2 separate regions of the Gasterosteus aculeatus genome follow, and region 2 is linked to region 1. The links are chromatin contacts, called in public Hi-C maps. All regions are on one chromosome and are shown on one strand. Each heading gives the region's core, a stretch centred on a gene start, on an enhancer-like site or on the middle of the called end of the contact. The rest is flanking DNA. Distances are from core to core; before and after follow the strand shown.

Region 1 (7,941 bases), core at 1,550-4,049:
ACTCAGTAACTTGGAAGTAGGAGCTGCTGATGAGTATTTGAAGTCAGCATAAGTAGTCCTTCATCATCCTGGAAATATCCGGAGGGCCTTAACGACTACGGCAAGCAGAGGCTTCGGGGGGAGGGAGAATATCTGAAAGCTCATGTTTGCATGTGTTGAGTCCTTTTCATCAGATCCACATTCCCGGAGGGCGTAGGAAGAAAATCAACTTCCCTCCATTCCCTTCCACCTCATTTCCCTGCTTTTGATAACATAGACCACATCCACTTCATAATTTGTCTCCATTGGAGTAGTGTTAGTCCTAGTGAATTGTCTCTGATGTTTGATTACTGTAACTTGACTTACGCTTTGCAATTGAGTGTAATAATGGATCCTATGCTGCTTCTGATAAGGGCACTCTCGCAACAAATATATAATGACTCTCCCAGCTGATTGTCTGTAACGTCACCATTAGTTTCCCTCTAATCCGACAACAGGTCATGTTCCTATTTACTGGAGAACATTCAGTACAATACGCCATCATATCTTTGTTGGATATTATTTAGTGTGTCCTTTGGGTTCCTCACATACACTAAATATCTGCTTTGACTAAGGAAAAAGCATATGCGTATAACAGCACATGGTGCGCAAATCACGATAGCATCCTTTCAGTAAGGGATTTCACATTTCAGAGTTAACGAGGTAACGCCGTCTCTCAGACACACATGCATACACACACATCCTGTTAATGGACGAATCTAGGTGAAGGGAAAGTAAACATCTTCAGGAGAGAGCTGCCTGTTAACTCCAGCCTACTTTATATTGAGCTATTAACTCTGGAGAAATAGCTGTGAATGAGGGAGGGAGCTCCTTTCACTCACATTGTATGGGGAAACAGCTTGTGCTAGTCATTCATCTTGGACTAGATTTTAATATTGGTCCAATTTCGACCAAAACACTTGTAACATGTAAAGCCAATGTCCATGTGCCCTAAAGATAAGTATTAGTTATCTACTATTATCAATTGTTCAAATGTCCCTTGGAAATACTAATGTTAATAATAATTATGGTAAGTTTTATAGCAGACAACAGTAGTACCGCAAAACTAAGGCGTATAATCAATTATTATTTCATTAATTCGTTGTGTAATAGAATTTAATGCATGCATCATGTATGATGATTTACTTGAACAGACAGCTATTTCAAACATGCATGCTAAAGAAGAAATATCTAACTGCCTTTTAGGATGGTGTTGGTGCTGTAAAGTGAAAATATGCTATAAAGCCATCTATCTGGTACATTGGATTTAAAGAACTCTGCACTTCAAGACAACTTGTCTGGAATGAAATTGTATCTTTTGTGACAAAAGATACAGCTTATTGCAGTGTTTCCATTAACTACCCAACTCTAGAGAGGAACGCCTCAGTTTCATAACGAACCGAAAATATTCTTACGCTTCAGTTACAGCGTGTGAGGTCTGTGCATTCTTCTCAGGGAATTCAACTTGCCGCATGCGTGACAGCCGCTCTGCCAGGGAGGACCCCCCCACGGGACCTTTCCTCTGTGGCAGTGAAAAGTGACAGGCTCCAGTCTGCTTGGATGGCCCGGGGCCCCCGACTTCCGTCCAGACTGTCACAATGCTTTGTGGGTTTTGCGATGTCATCCCCATTCATACTTATACACCCAATGTGTTTGAATTCAATGTGAAAACATTTTTTTTTCTGAGGGGTCCTGCCTTCAGACCCCCCTAGAGGGTCTGAGGTCCACCCACCACAGTTTCAGATTCTTCTATCATGGAATCACAGATAAACTGCATATGGTGCATTTGGAGAATTCTCTCAGTGGACTTGAAGAGTAAATGAGTGATTCAGATACTCATAAATAGCTTTTTCTAAGAATATAAAGGCCACTCTGATACATGAAGCATCATAAGTGGAAGTTTTTTTTTATGATTGAACACCTTTAATCTTTCCTTTACAACCTCTATAGGGCTCAAGGGAGCATAAACATGTTTGAGAATTAACGTTTGCATATTAAAATAAAGAATGAATTGACATTGATTCCCTGTATTTCCCTTTTGAGTGATGACCGTAGAACCATAGCAACAACAGCACCGTAGAAAGAAAAGATGGACAAAAAGCCCAGAGGCTGTTGTTTTCTCTGTCTACTGTTCCTGAACAAGCTGTTAGGACACGGATAGTTAAGCCCGATATTGGGGCCCGGAGTCGTCGTAATTTCATCGGAACTCTTTCCACTGCTTTGCATTACATGCAAGCACCCATCAGCCCGAGTCCCCATTCATCCACAGCACATCACCAGTGCTCTGCTGTCTCTGTGGCAGATAGTTCTGAAGTGGATGTTCCTTGACCTTCCGCTCAGTCTCTGCTGCTCTTTCATCCGATGAAGCCTCCATCCTAACCAGACCTGTTCGGAAACTCCTCTTAACCCCGTGCACCGCCGTGACACAGCGTTAAGAACAGGTATTGATCCTCAAACCTCACAGGCCACTGGTTAGGAAGGTTAAAAGTCACAATGTGCTGTCTAAAAACTAGATGCGCTTCAGAAACACTTGAATGTGTGGCGTTGTGCACATTGAATGTAAAGGTAGGCTGCACGTTCTGCGTCCCTGGTGCATACTCTGATTCACATACAGTAGAGTGTGAAAGGAAATGGTGAAAACTCCTCACTGTCAGACTTGGCCCAGATGAGCAGATGGAGACTGTTTCTCCGAGGAGACCCGCGGGGAAGGCCACAATCCATCCTTCCCTCTCCTCTCCCCGTCTTCTTGACGGTGCCAGCTCTTTGCCACTGCGGGCTGGGGAGGTGGCAGTCAGCCTGGCTTTCCTCTTGCCCCAGGGCGGGGAGAAAGGAATAGCCATCTGTGATTCACCCAGACTCCGGGCATCATCTGACACGGGTTAGGAGAGGAGAAACGTTAAATCCTCCCAAAAACATCTACACATGATTAAATATATAGAGATGTATATCTATATCTATATAGATGTCTATATGAAGAACATTCCAGATCTCTGCTTGAACAAGGCTCTGACAGGCATCGGTCTGCCGCTGTGTACAAAGTTCAAAGTTTCAGTTCAAAGCACGCGCGGTAAGCTGATGCTTCGTAGAGCTGCAACTTGTACACATTTCACTTTAACTTTCTATTCACTGGAATAAACACAGCATGTCTAGAACACGTCACCTATCCAGATGGAGAAGTGGAATAATTAAACCCTGAGCACAAACGTGAAGGAACAGCAACAATGGGCCCGTTCTCTGTGTCACTTTGTCCCGTATTTTCATATTAGTAAACTGGACTGTGCTGGGATACTTTTGTGGAGTACTGGCACCCTCTGCTGCTAGCAAAGGCGAATGCTTTGGTCCTTTTGGATCTGCTGGGATCTCATTTAGGAAGTGCTCGCCTCTCACCGCCTGCTGCTCAGACTGTGGTCTTTTGAATCTGATGTTGCATTCTCTCTTTCTTCATAATTAGCTGCTATGTAGCTTTGCAGGGTTCCTCTTTTTTCCAATGATGCACGTTGAAGGCGTTGCCATGTACAGAAAACAAGCTAAATTAAATGAAATATATAGCAATGTTACCCACGAATAACTCATGTTAAAAGCCACGTCCAGAACAAAGTAGCTTTTTGAATTAAAGTACCCCTCTGTGCATTTTACCACTTAACGTTTTCAGTGAGCCTCCTTTTGATGTAGCTGTGGTGACACACACAAGTAGTCGCACATGCTCACATTCCCTGCCTCTCTTATTCTCTTATTACTGTCCGTCTCGCAGCCAATTTGCTGTAATGTCCTGTGATGTTGGTTGGCGATAATGAAGCTAAAATAAGGAGAGCTTATTATATGGTGGCACATTGGAACTATGCAGGGGCCCCTCCACATGATCGCAACACACACCACTCAATTCCGCAGCAAAAATATGCCACTGTGCAGGGATCAACGAGGGTGGACACAGCCTTGTTAGTGGAAGAGGCTGAAGCGCCACGTGCACTGTGTGTGTGGCCGTCTCCTCTGTGAGAAGCAGACATACGGCACGTCGGAATGCCCCACTTCAGAGCTAACTGGGGATAATGAGCAAAAAATGTTGCAGTGGAAAACTAAATTCTTTTGGTTGTCGTCAGTTGCAGAATACCTGTTGACACGCATTGTGGTATCAGTTGTTACACCGTGTCCCGCATATGTGATTTACAACGTGGAAAAAGAATGATTTTAATGTAGTTTACATCCCCTATATACCATGCACATTCTAAGCAGGCCTGTAATGTGATTATTGATTTATCGTTTTACTGTATTTAGATATATAGCATCATAAATAAATAATAAAATAAAATAAAATTCAATTTATTGTGGTTAAATTCGGGCCATTTCGACAAAGCGCTATTTATATTTGAAATATTTTGAAGCTTTTATCTTTGCAAATCATTACCCTGCTTATTGTCAACATACTATTAAAACTCATTAATTGAGGAATGCAATTGTAGATCCAATTATTAACTAAAACCAGAGTAAAAAATCTAGTCCAACATAAAAACACTAAGCAAAATATTGTAATGCAAAAGAAAGGTATTTTTACCTGTTTTATGTGTAAAATCTAGAATGTTTATTTATTATTAAGTGCAATCAAATCTTTTTCAGGATTGCAAATCATTTCAAAATGGGCGCCTGTGTATTTTATAATCTGAATTGATCCTTGTTACTTACTATGTGAGAATAATCATAATGTTTCATTCCATATATACTGTATATATAGTAGCCTGCCACCTCCAGTGGAAGTAGAAGGTGCATTCTGTGCATACACAGTGTGTTGGGATCCGATGTGGTCTAGGGCGCCACGCTCAAACCATGATCTGATACAGTGAAATAACACACTGCCCACTTTGAAGCCAACCCATCATTATTTTCTAAATACAAATTTGCCTTTTGCACAGAAGGTGAGGCTCACACTCGCAGATCAATATGGTGGTACTAATGGGATCTATCTGTATTCATTTTAAACGGGCTTTACATCACTTTGATGCCCTCCCCCTCCCAAGCTGCTGCTAACCTTGATTCAAGTGTCTTCGGCTTACTTCTTTCGCTTTGACTTGACCCGCTAAGAGCAGTGGTGGAGATGGCTGCTTTGATGCCTTTTGTGCTGCTTCTGCTGCTTCCCTGACTCGCCTCCAGCTATACAATGTACTTCCACACCAAACTGTCAGGGAGATGGAGATGGTGGAGAGGAACAAGCCAAGCAGGGGCAGGGGGGGTAAATGTGTGTCAGGGAGCGTGTTGTGATGTTTTGTCGTTTTCTGGAAGTGAGCGATGTCAGAAGCATGTGAGTCAAAGGCTGTGTACGGCATATCCCTGTAGACCCCCACCTCCCCCACCCTGATGCATTACGCCTTTCACTGCTACACATATTGCAGTTCAAAGGTTACAATCAATAATTTGTTCTCCCCACCCCTCTCAAAGCAATGCAGCTCAACCTTGAACAACCCACAGTACCGGCTGTTGCTAAGGACCACTGGTGATGGGATGTAGTCTATCTTTAAGGCATGTTTCAAAGCCCGTAATGGGGCTGTTCCCACCTAAGAGCCCCCCGTGTGCCGAGCTGCCACCTTTTCAACAAACGTTGGAGTGAGATTTTGTCTGGAGTGACCAACATTTACCGCGTACGCAGGCAGGTAGTCCCTGCAATCAAGTGTTTTTTTGGGGCCCAAAGTCGTCGATAGGAGCGGCCTGCTGGAGATGGACAACCTTGGTTACATTCTGAGAAGCAGACATAGCTGAAGGTCCACCCCCAGGACATTTTGGTTTAAGTAGATGTTATTTCCTGCATTCTAGTGGATTTTTGGGTGGTATGCTAAAGAACTTATTGGGATTCATGTTCATCTGACCATGACTTGTATGGCCTTCTAGACTTGAGCTGAACATTCAACCAGAAAACTATTGTTGTGCCTCAATGACTGTCTATGTACCACAATAAAGCCTAATTAATAGACCTGTGTTTGAGATTTGACCATTTTGATTACAATGGTATTCAACCAATTCTTAACGGAAACCCAACCTATATTCTTAATATTTGTATTCTTAAGAGCACTTGGCACAAGGATTTATGTTCAGGAAAAACTGACACAAGATTAGTTGCCGAAATATTTTTCATTATTCAAAGCCTCCCACACACGTTCCATCAAACAAAAAAGGGCAGCAACAAATAAAGTGCTTAAACTGTAGCATTTTTAAGCAACACAATGGATCAACACATGACAAAAATAAGTAAAAATGAGGTATCATTAGCTGGTTAGTCATTTTCTAATTAGTTAGTCACTGAGAAATTGGATGTGTGCCGTGAGTGCGTGTGAAAACATACAAAAGCGTGTGTCACACGGTGAAACCGTGAGAGTTGGCAGCTCTGCCGTGTGGATTGTGGTAATGGGCAGCAGAATGAGCAGAGCCTCCTCTCCGTCCCCTGGAATTATGAGTATTACATCTCAGAAGATATTATTATCTGGCTGCATACGGATGTCAAAAGACTGAGCGGGTGTCCACCAAATGGATATTATTGCCCGTACTTCCATTGGAAATTAGCCCACATTGGGGAGGAACAGTCAGACGTTCACTGGTACTCATCTGTGTTGCTCCTCGACGGGTCATATCAGTGTGACCTTGAAAAGTTATTTCTGTGTATGACATCATTGTCAAATTTTGTTCATGTCTGTGAACAGGAGTCAGTGCACCCAATTTATCATTAGCTTCATGAATAGATGAAGTAATTGTGAGATCACAGACCTTACTCTGGAGATTTCTCAAGAGGGATTAGTCCAAAGCCCAGTTGCAGCACACAGTGCAGTAGGTTACACCGAGTACAAAGAACTCTCTCCCTGGGATGGTTTGCATGTTCATTACTTATCCCACCCACTCAACCTTCTAATTATTATATTACATTTTTATTTTCTGTTCTTTGCCCCAGTAGATTTGTTCAACCGCTTCTGCTTAATCGCCTCGCTATTTCGGTCTGGCTTCAAGTGAGCCTCTTTCACAGAAGGACACTTGCAAACACACTCACAGAGCGCGGTGCACAGCAATCAGGTGCGGGTCATGTTCCAGTAGTACTCTGTCATTTTGAAGAGTTACTGAAGGTCTGCCTGAGATTTTCCATGTGTGATTAAACTCTGCCTTTATCACGCTTACTGTCACAGTCTTTAGTGCTTTTTGCAAAATACAATTTGATTTGTCCTCTCTGTGATGTAAATGAGTGCTACTGTGCATGATGACATTTCTATTGTTTCATCTGTAGCTGACCCTTGAGTCCACCTTGTCCATGTCCTGTCCCCACTCAGCTCGTCACAGCTGGCTGAACTGTGGCACACACGTGGCTAAGCTTACACGCGTTGCCCGCCACAGTTTATATCAAAGAATTCAGCTGGAAAAAGTGAGTATAATTTGAAATGGAGCGATAAAATATTTTCATGCAGTTAATGCAACTTTGTTTACTTCCGGTGTGGATTGACACAGGACATGAAACCGCTGCGTGCTGCAGTCAGTTAGATCGAAGAGACCGAGACGGTAGCTGAGAGATTTTTGCTTTGAAAGTAATACAAATGGGCGCGACATACAGCGGAGAACCGTGCAGAGGAACTCCTCCACCAGCAGGAGGGGGATGAGTGTCAAACGGACCACTTTACGCACTGCTAGGCTAAGCTATCTGCTAGCTGCTAGGCTACTTCTATCGTAACAGTCTGCAGAGGACCACCACTGTGTCGCTAAAATACAGTAGTCCTGAAAGTGGTGTTTACTTACGGCACTCTTTATGTTCAAAGTCAAAGACTGTGTCCCTCTTTTTTTTTTTTACTTGTTTGGAGCTCTGGAAATCTCTCTTCCCGTTATATCAGAGATGGACAACCCCTTCCACTGTAATTACGATGAACCCCCCAAATGATTGAATGTCATGACAATGACAAAGGCTAG
Region 2 (7,941 bases), core at 1,424-3,923, 170 kb before region 1:
GTGTTTTCAAACAGGGACTCATGGAGTGGCACAAAAAGCAGTCCTTGGTCCACTTACCATTACTGATGAGACTTCTTGAATTTTTCTAAGGGTAACTTTTTATTTTTATTTTATTATGCTAAATGTTTATACTTTACTACAACCTAACCTTCTCTTCTCCTCCAACAGCTTTAAATTATGTCGCACCTTCAATTACAATTTTATTAGGTTGTTTCAAACTTCTAAAAGCTCGATGCCCATTGGACTTCAGATTGTAATGATTCATTAAAGATGTAAGCTCTCATATTAAGCTTGTGTAATTGTCTTTAATGGTGTCTAATTCAAGGCGGTTTTTGTAATCGTAGCTTGTTGTCCACTTGTTACTCTAATTAGCACTTGATACAACTGTCATAGAAATTTTCAAGACTAAGTCAAACTTGCCACATGATTATACGTGACCTGTAGGAGTTATTTGTGCCTGTCCTGGTAAAATAAGCACTGCGATGCCTTGATACACTACTGTGTCTCTACACTAAATTATCTTTGTTTCTTTGAAGCGACTATTCCTAATAAACGAGTGGGGGAAAAAAAAAATTTAAATGGCCATCCGGTCTTTACTTTCATATGCTTTAGCATGTCAACCCTATGCCCAGGGGATGTGAACAAAACTCTTATCTGGCTGATCTCTAGATAGATCAGGCAACAATGTCTTTGATTTGGCCAATACGAACACTTAAATTCTCCTGGTGTTCTCTGCTAATGTTGCCTAAAGCTGGGATGCTCGGTCGTTCGGCAAAGAACCAGCAGGTTGACATTAGGAAAATCAATCACGACAGGTCACATGCAAGCATGGCCGACTGTGGGCTTGATGGAAAACTATTTCACTCAAAAGCAAGATTATCATGGCTTGGTTGATAAGTAGCTTGTGAGGCAGCGTAGTGCGCATTTATGCTGTGCATGAAATTGATACAAGCACAAACCCTTGTGACCATCCTATACTTTGTTGTGGCAGTTTATTTTCCAAACTTGTATCACACTGATCAATAGGACTACGCATTGTGGTTTCTTTAATGTAATCAATTGTGTTAAGCAGCTCGGGGGTTCAGAACAGAAGTCCTGTTTAATGCAATTGGGTCATTTTCACCAGGCCTGTCGACCCTCAATAATAACCCTTTATGTAGAAATTCACAACTGATTTGTGACTGTTCTCAAATCTTTGAGGGGAAGGTATGTGGTTGCCACGGTGGCAGAGGATCGCTCTTCAGGGCGCCGAGCCAGAACCAACCAGCGCTGGTTTTAATATTAGTTTTGCATTGACGGCATACAGCGCTGTTGATCCGTTTGGTTACTGCGACTCCTCGTTTGCCCGATTAGCTCCTCCCGCCCACCAACCGGTCCTCTGAGGGGAAGGGGGAAAATGTGCAACCATTGGTCGTAGCTAGAAGCTAACAGCAAACTGCTTGCACATTTCACTCTTAATACAGCGATATCCTTAACATTTCTCTAGGAAACACCAGCCCCCCGAATCATATCAATAATACATGCTCCTAACCGTTGCAGTTTTTAACAAAGAGATGAATTTATTCCTGTTTTCTGTGACTGTAATACGTCCAGCAGCCATCTTGTTTGACTCAGACATTCTTTTTGCCTTTGAATCATGTTAGGGAGGTTAGGGGGGGGGGGGGGTTGCAAGTCAAACGTCACTGTCATTTTACACTATACACGTTTTGGCTTCTGAGCGGCTATGGGAGCGAACAGTCTGTTGGCACCTTGGGGGTCCGGCACCGTCAGGGGAGGGAAATACTTAGTAGTAGGGGTGTAACAATTCATCCACTGAATCGATTAATCGATTTATATTCCTGCGATCCAACTGAATCGATCTGAGCTCAGCAAATCGGCATTCTGGACGACATATCGATTAAAATGGTACATAATCGATTTGTATTGAAACTGCACATTGGATTTAAGTACAAGAACGGTATGGATGTGTTTGTTTTTTAGCACTTTAGACACGTTAAACGTTACTCTATTCAGTCTGCCTGTCCGTGACGTCATCAGTACGCAGCGGCAGCCGCACGAAACACGGAAGAACAAAACACAGCGTGGAGGAGACGACTGCGAGCGAGACATTTACAAACCAACTTATCGATCCAGTGTATGGAAACATTTCGGCTTTTGCAAACACGGAGGTGTTCTAAATAAGTCGGCCGCTGTTTGTAGAATATGTAGAAGCCAAATAAAAAAACATGGAAACACGACAAATCTTTTCCTCTGTGAGGGCAAAGAAGATAGTCTACACAGGGAAGGCCTCTGCTGTTTCGCAAAGAATCCTGGAGCGGCAACCACCATGGATGAGTCCAGAATGAGGTTGATCGCGGCGACAAATAACACATCTATATACATGTTGAAACCCCTACTACAGTGATGTGTTTCCTGTCAAAACTAACGCCCATCACATAAAACACATCCTAAAATGACGACTCTCCAATCAAAAGAACGCATGCCATCGTCAAAATGGCGTATTTTCGCTTAAACAGTGCACGCCCCCGCCAAATCACGCCCCAGTTACTATTACTCCTACCTACACACACTAAAACTGCAGTCTAGACCGCATTCAAGGTACCATACAGAGAGCAGTCTCTAGCCGAGCTCCTGCAGCAACATAATGTGATATTTATATGGTCCTAAACAGTGACATCGCTCACTCGGTGCAGGCAGGCACTCCTAGCAGGGTGATTCACGCACTTTTTAGCTGAGTCAAAGCTGTCTTGGCCACAGGGTGGTGATGTTTGACCATGGATAATCTCTGTGATTACATATTCTGCCTGTTTGCTCAGGTGTGTCATTGCTTTTTAGAGAGAGACGTTCTAGCTTGAGTGTTTAATGCTCTGCTAGATGTGTGAGTGGTCTGGCGACAGGACTTTTCCAGTTCAAAGTACTTGGCATTTTTGTGACATTTCAGCGGGTTGGACAAATTTGCGGTGTTACCTTTGCTAAAGTAATAAAGGGTATTTGGACTCTGCTCAGCGTCTTTGAGCCTAGTTCCACATAGCAGACTGCACACATTTTAGTGGTACTGGAACCAAGTTTTTGAAACTGGAGGTGAATATATGTATTTGTTCTTCGTCACCAACATGATGATACTTCTGTTAATCCTAAATGAGTGAACGAGTCCTAGCTCTTTAGCAGTGTTTTTGTTTCTGCTTTGTGTACCTGCAGTCCTTTAGAAACTGTGCTGTTATTTCATACTGGACCTATTAAAAGGTTCTTTGTCACAGGAACATTAGAAAATCGTACTTGCCATTTCTCTCCAGTCTCTCCACCAAGCCCTTCTCTCAGTGATGCTGTCACACTGCCAAACCCCACTTCTAACGCTTCAGCTGAGCAACACAACGCTACGCCCTGCAGCTCGCAGCTGCACCACTCCCAGGGAAGCACCGTGACTGGCTCTGGTTCCTTGTGTTGGTGACTGGTCTCCATGATCATAGGTCTCAGTGAAGCGTTAGCGTTTACTCACGCAAAGAGTGTTTCCTGAACCTTTACCAAACCAAGTGTCACTGATCTTTCCTAGGGTTCAGTACTAAGGGAATGTCAGTGCCGGCCAGATGTGTGCAATCAGCTCTGCAAAAAGGCTTCTCTACACATTCTTCTTCTCCCGACCTGGTCATTGTGCCATAACTTGGATCCCTTGTTAAAGTCGACCATTTAAAGCGCTGTCTTCATGATTAGACTGGATGTGACCCAGGGAAGCGGTATGATGCCTGTGATTGTATTTGATCCAATAGAGTATTATAATATTATCATAAACTACTGCTCACAGTTTCAAAGACAAAGATGGGAAAGAAGAGGGAGAAGAAATAATGAAATGAGAGTAGGAAGAACCTTAAATCAAGCTGACTTCATTTGTAGTAGATGAGATTGGATCCGTCTGCAAGGCCTGGTGTTCACAAAGTCCGTGTTCCGTCTCTGAGGTATGTTTACAGCGAGACGGATCAATACACATAATGCTATTGGGCTTCTGGCACTAGTTACAAATTCTACAAAAGCCACCGGTCCATTGGATCGATACGTCCTGTTTTCTTTCTTTTAGCCTCTTGTGTTGTGATGTTAGACGTGTTTTACTCAAAACCAAGATGGCAACTGATTGGAACACGTGTAGAGATTTAAAATAGTCCAGATTTGGAAACAAGTGCTTTATTGTGGTCTTCTCTTGGATGGGTTACTTTCCTTGGGTTACTTTCCTGTGGGCCCCCTCTTCTTCTACATGGATATCAAACACACAGTACTGCCTTTTACAGGATGCACTTTCTCCCTTTGTCTGCATTTATCCAGGAGGAGATGTTTGTTCAGCAAGAAAGCCTCACACGACTCCAGGCTGCCAGTCTTATGGGCAATCCCTTTGTTTATTTACAGTAAGTCCTCTGTTGCCTCAAAGTGATTGGGGAATGATTTATTGATGTTTCTAAAATGTTACAGACAACGTGCCAGCCCAGCAGGCAGCAAGGCAGAGGGGAAGCTGGGCAGGAATGAAGGGCTTTACAAGCTGAGGAGGTTTCTTCATCCTAATTAAAACCTCCAGTCTGTGTTCATTAAAGCAGATTTTCTTCCTTTAAGGGAAAACGCAGCTTCCTCCCTCCCGTGGTTTCTCATCTTCTCGGTTTCAGGCGCGCTGCATCAACAAGGTGTCACATAGGAAGATGTAGCAGCCGAGCAAGACCGGTGGCAAAGAGCAAGGATGTTGGCACAGTCAGTTATCAAACAAAGTCTTGTTGATTAGGCAGCAAACACGCCACCCTTTTGAGACATTATTTAGTTGAAGCCGGTCTTACTCTTACAAAGTAGGTAGCAAAGCAGTCACTTCAGTTTCTGTCTTACCTGAATAATTGATGACCAGTGAGATGTTTCTGGCATTGTTCCAAAAAGGAACTTTTTAAGCTCCACACTCGTGCTAACGTGGAGGATTGAGGCATTCTTCAAGAAGACATTTCACAATTTTGCAATTGCCTTATGATACATATGAATGGCATTGATGTCTTGACATAAACATTGTTGTTGAGTTTTTCGGCACGGCACGTAACATCACTTGTTACGTCACTTGTCACATCAAGTGAAGGCACTTCAATTAATAAAAAACTAATATATATGTAAGAGATAAATGTCACCAATTACTTTTACATCATCTTACATCTTCTACATATGAAATCACTCACTCACTCAACTAAAATATTAACAATGTAAACATTTAAACTACAACAGTCCCTTTGACCTAATCTCTATAATCCCATTTATGTGCCTAGTGACGGACAGCGCGGTTCACATCTGTCAATGGCTGTTCAGCTCAGTGCCTGTCATCATCTTCAGCCTAATCATTTCCCCCTGGCAGCTGATTGCTTTTTATTACAAGCATCACACCAGTAATCCAGTAGAAAGCCTCCACACGCACACGCACACGCACACCACACAGCCTATCAAAGAAAGATGTCTGACGTCTGACAGCTGTGTTCCACTCAGGATCACCCCACCGTGTTGAGCTTCTGCCAGAGGAAATGGAGAGAAAGCGGAAGGAAGGGAGGGTTCGGGTTTACAGCAGTGAAATTAATTTATTCCAGCGATTTGCCAGGCAAAGCGTCTTTTCGTTTTTTTAACCACATTGAATATAAACAAACACAATCACAGACAAATGAGTCCAAATGAGATGTGACGGTTCTATTGGTTTTCATTTATTAGCAGTGATCGCTTTCCACCAGCAGCACGCATCAGCATAAATAAAAGAAATCAGCAGCTCTATGAAAAGTGGATATTATTAATAGTGATGGCTGAAGCTGCTGTTGTGATGAGATTCATTAAAGCACTAATATACTCAGGATTTATGAAATGAATTGTATTTTTTACCTTTGTAGCACCTAGTCCAAACTAAAATTGACCTTTTCATGCCACACTCCGGGCACTGTCGTCACAGGCGGACTTAAACAGGAAACTATGAATTTTTGATTAATTATTTTGTTTCTACATAATGGCACACAGCGTGAAGTACGCATAATGGCAGGTTACAAGATTGTAATTTAAAGATCGTTTGCACTTAATGACCTAAAGACAGTTTTCTGGGAGCTTTACAACTCACAGTTCACAGTTTTTCACAGTATAAACACTGTTGAACTGAATAAGAACAATGGCAGGAAGAATCAATACATACAGATAGCTGCAGTATATTCAAATAATGAAACAGCTTGCATGACTGTATTGATGCAATGGCTTTGCAGGGGAAAACACATCAATAGGCTATAAAACAGAAAAGCATATCTTGTGGTATTACAATAAAAAGTGATTGAATGTTTTTCCTTCATCACAGTGATCCCAGATCTCTATTCACACGGCCTAGAACCGTGGAGCTACAAGGACACTCTGGGAAACAGGTCTTCTAGCTTCACTTCACCGTAGTGGAACTGATTTGATTACCTTTAGGCTTTTTTGTGCTAAATGTTGCTAACCAAGCGGCTAAAGATTTTTTGAGTGTATCTAACACTGGTGGATCTTCACCTTCGTCTCTCTCTTCTTACGCTGTGTTCTGCGTGCAACGGAGCGTAACGCCAGTACAGTGATGCTCTGCACGAAAAAAAGAAACATTACAGCACTTCAATAAATTCAGCCTGCTCTGGACAGCTGATCAGAGGGAGAGTGACCTGCCAGCATGGGACTGGGGGATGGTTTGTTTCACTTGACAGTAAATCTAGTCAAGACTAGACTAGTAAGAACTCACTTCCCTATAATCTGACTATATGCATTTGGGTTTACTGTGGATACTAAATGAAGACAGACAGGCAAAGGGGAAGAGGGCGAGGTGTGAATCATTAATTTCCCACTGAGATTACACTGCGCTGACAGCTTGCCGTTAATCATCTTTGCTGGCGTGGAGGAGCAGATTTAATGCAGCATTGTCATGGAGGGCTCTCACCTGTCTCCTATAAAACCAAAATCACCCACATCCCTCTGATCGATAATCCGGGCAGCTGCTGACGCCTGCTGGGACTCGTTCAATTACCTGCTGGCTGAAGCTGTCCATGCTGTTATGCACAGGGTTCAAAGGTTATAGGACCTGTGGGGACCTGCAGTGTAACATTGACACCGGTTTCTAGTGGTAACAAAACAGGGTGTTGACCTGGTTTTGGGAATAATGTGAAAGACGGTATTCTTAGCGCTGTGTTCACCTCTATAATCATACTACATTGGATCTACAACTCTACATTGGATCACAGGGTAAGAATTGACTCATGGATGGTGATATTTGTATCTGCATGCTTGTACTTGTACCATTTATTTTACTGATTTGAATTCTTTGCATGTTTTAATTATCTGTGTGAGCTTTCGAGTGGTTGATATAGTATTGCAGATGCGTTTTTATTTGTTGCCCACCATGTGTTTTTAACAAGGCGCTTTCTAATGGAGCATCTTATAATTGTCTGCAGGTGCCCCTTTAAGGAGCCTAGTGTGGTACGAAGCCATTCGGCAGTTGGAGCAGCCCGGAGTGGAGGTGGATAAGTGGATTTTATGCCAAAGTATTGTGAATCGTTGTTTTAGAAATGCCGTTTTGGCTTTTAAATTGGTGAGCGACTTCCTTGTCCTCGTGGCGGGAATCCGCACGTTACCTTTGCCTGTGCTGGCCTGTGGCGCGCACACGCCACCTCACCGAAGAACCCTTGGGTTAAAATAAGACACAACAAATGAACCGCAGACTTAAAAAGGTCCTCTAGTTATCCAAAGTAATTGTCTTTTATCTGCACAGCTTTGTTTGACAATGTGTTTAATTTGGCAGATTAGGGAAATTTGCATTTTAGACGTGAAAACCAAAACAAGCGACAGAACAACGGTTTAAGAGCCTTAATTAGGCGTGTGAAGTTGCTCCATAATTGCTGTAGCTTTGTCGTTACAGTAAAGAGTGTTTTTGCGCCTGTGTGTGTGTCTCTC

Evidence for each region. A called contact is a pair of places that touch in the nucleus more often than the background predicts.
Region 2: a Hi-C map of liver shows a contact between it and region 1, with 2.4 times the contacts expected there. The contact joins two enhancer-like sites. A contact is called at or near these places in 4 of 6 Hi-C or Micro-C datasets (liver, skeletal muscle and whole body).

Annotation. Positions count from the first base shown.
Region 1 is chr7:17,277,414-17,285,354 of fGasAcu3.hap1.1, reverse strand. All of the region lies in intron 4 of auts2a (activator of transcription and developmental regulator AUTS2 a), which reads left to right. Among protein-coding and RNA genes, the nearest start is that of auts2a, 140 kb to the left of the region's middle. Within about 2 kb of position 2,799, at least 2 of the 9 cell types and tissues checked have open chromatin away from gene starts, as enhancers often do. A contact at or near this core is called in liver, where this site is marked.
Region 2 is chr7:17,442,988-17,450,928 of fGasAcu3.hap1.1, reverse strand. It overlaps LOC120822351 (zona pellucida sperm-binding protein 3), which reads left to right. Exons shown (of 10, transcript XM_040181950.2): 9 at 15-91; 10 at 169-283. The coding sequence ends at 79. Among protein-coding and RNA genes, the nearest start is that of LOC120822351, 5.5 kb to the left of the region's middle. Within about 2 kb of position 2,673, at least 1 of the 9 cell types and tissues checked has open chromatin away from gene starts, as enhancers often do. A contact at or near this core is called in liver, where this site is marked.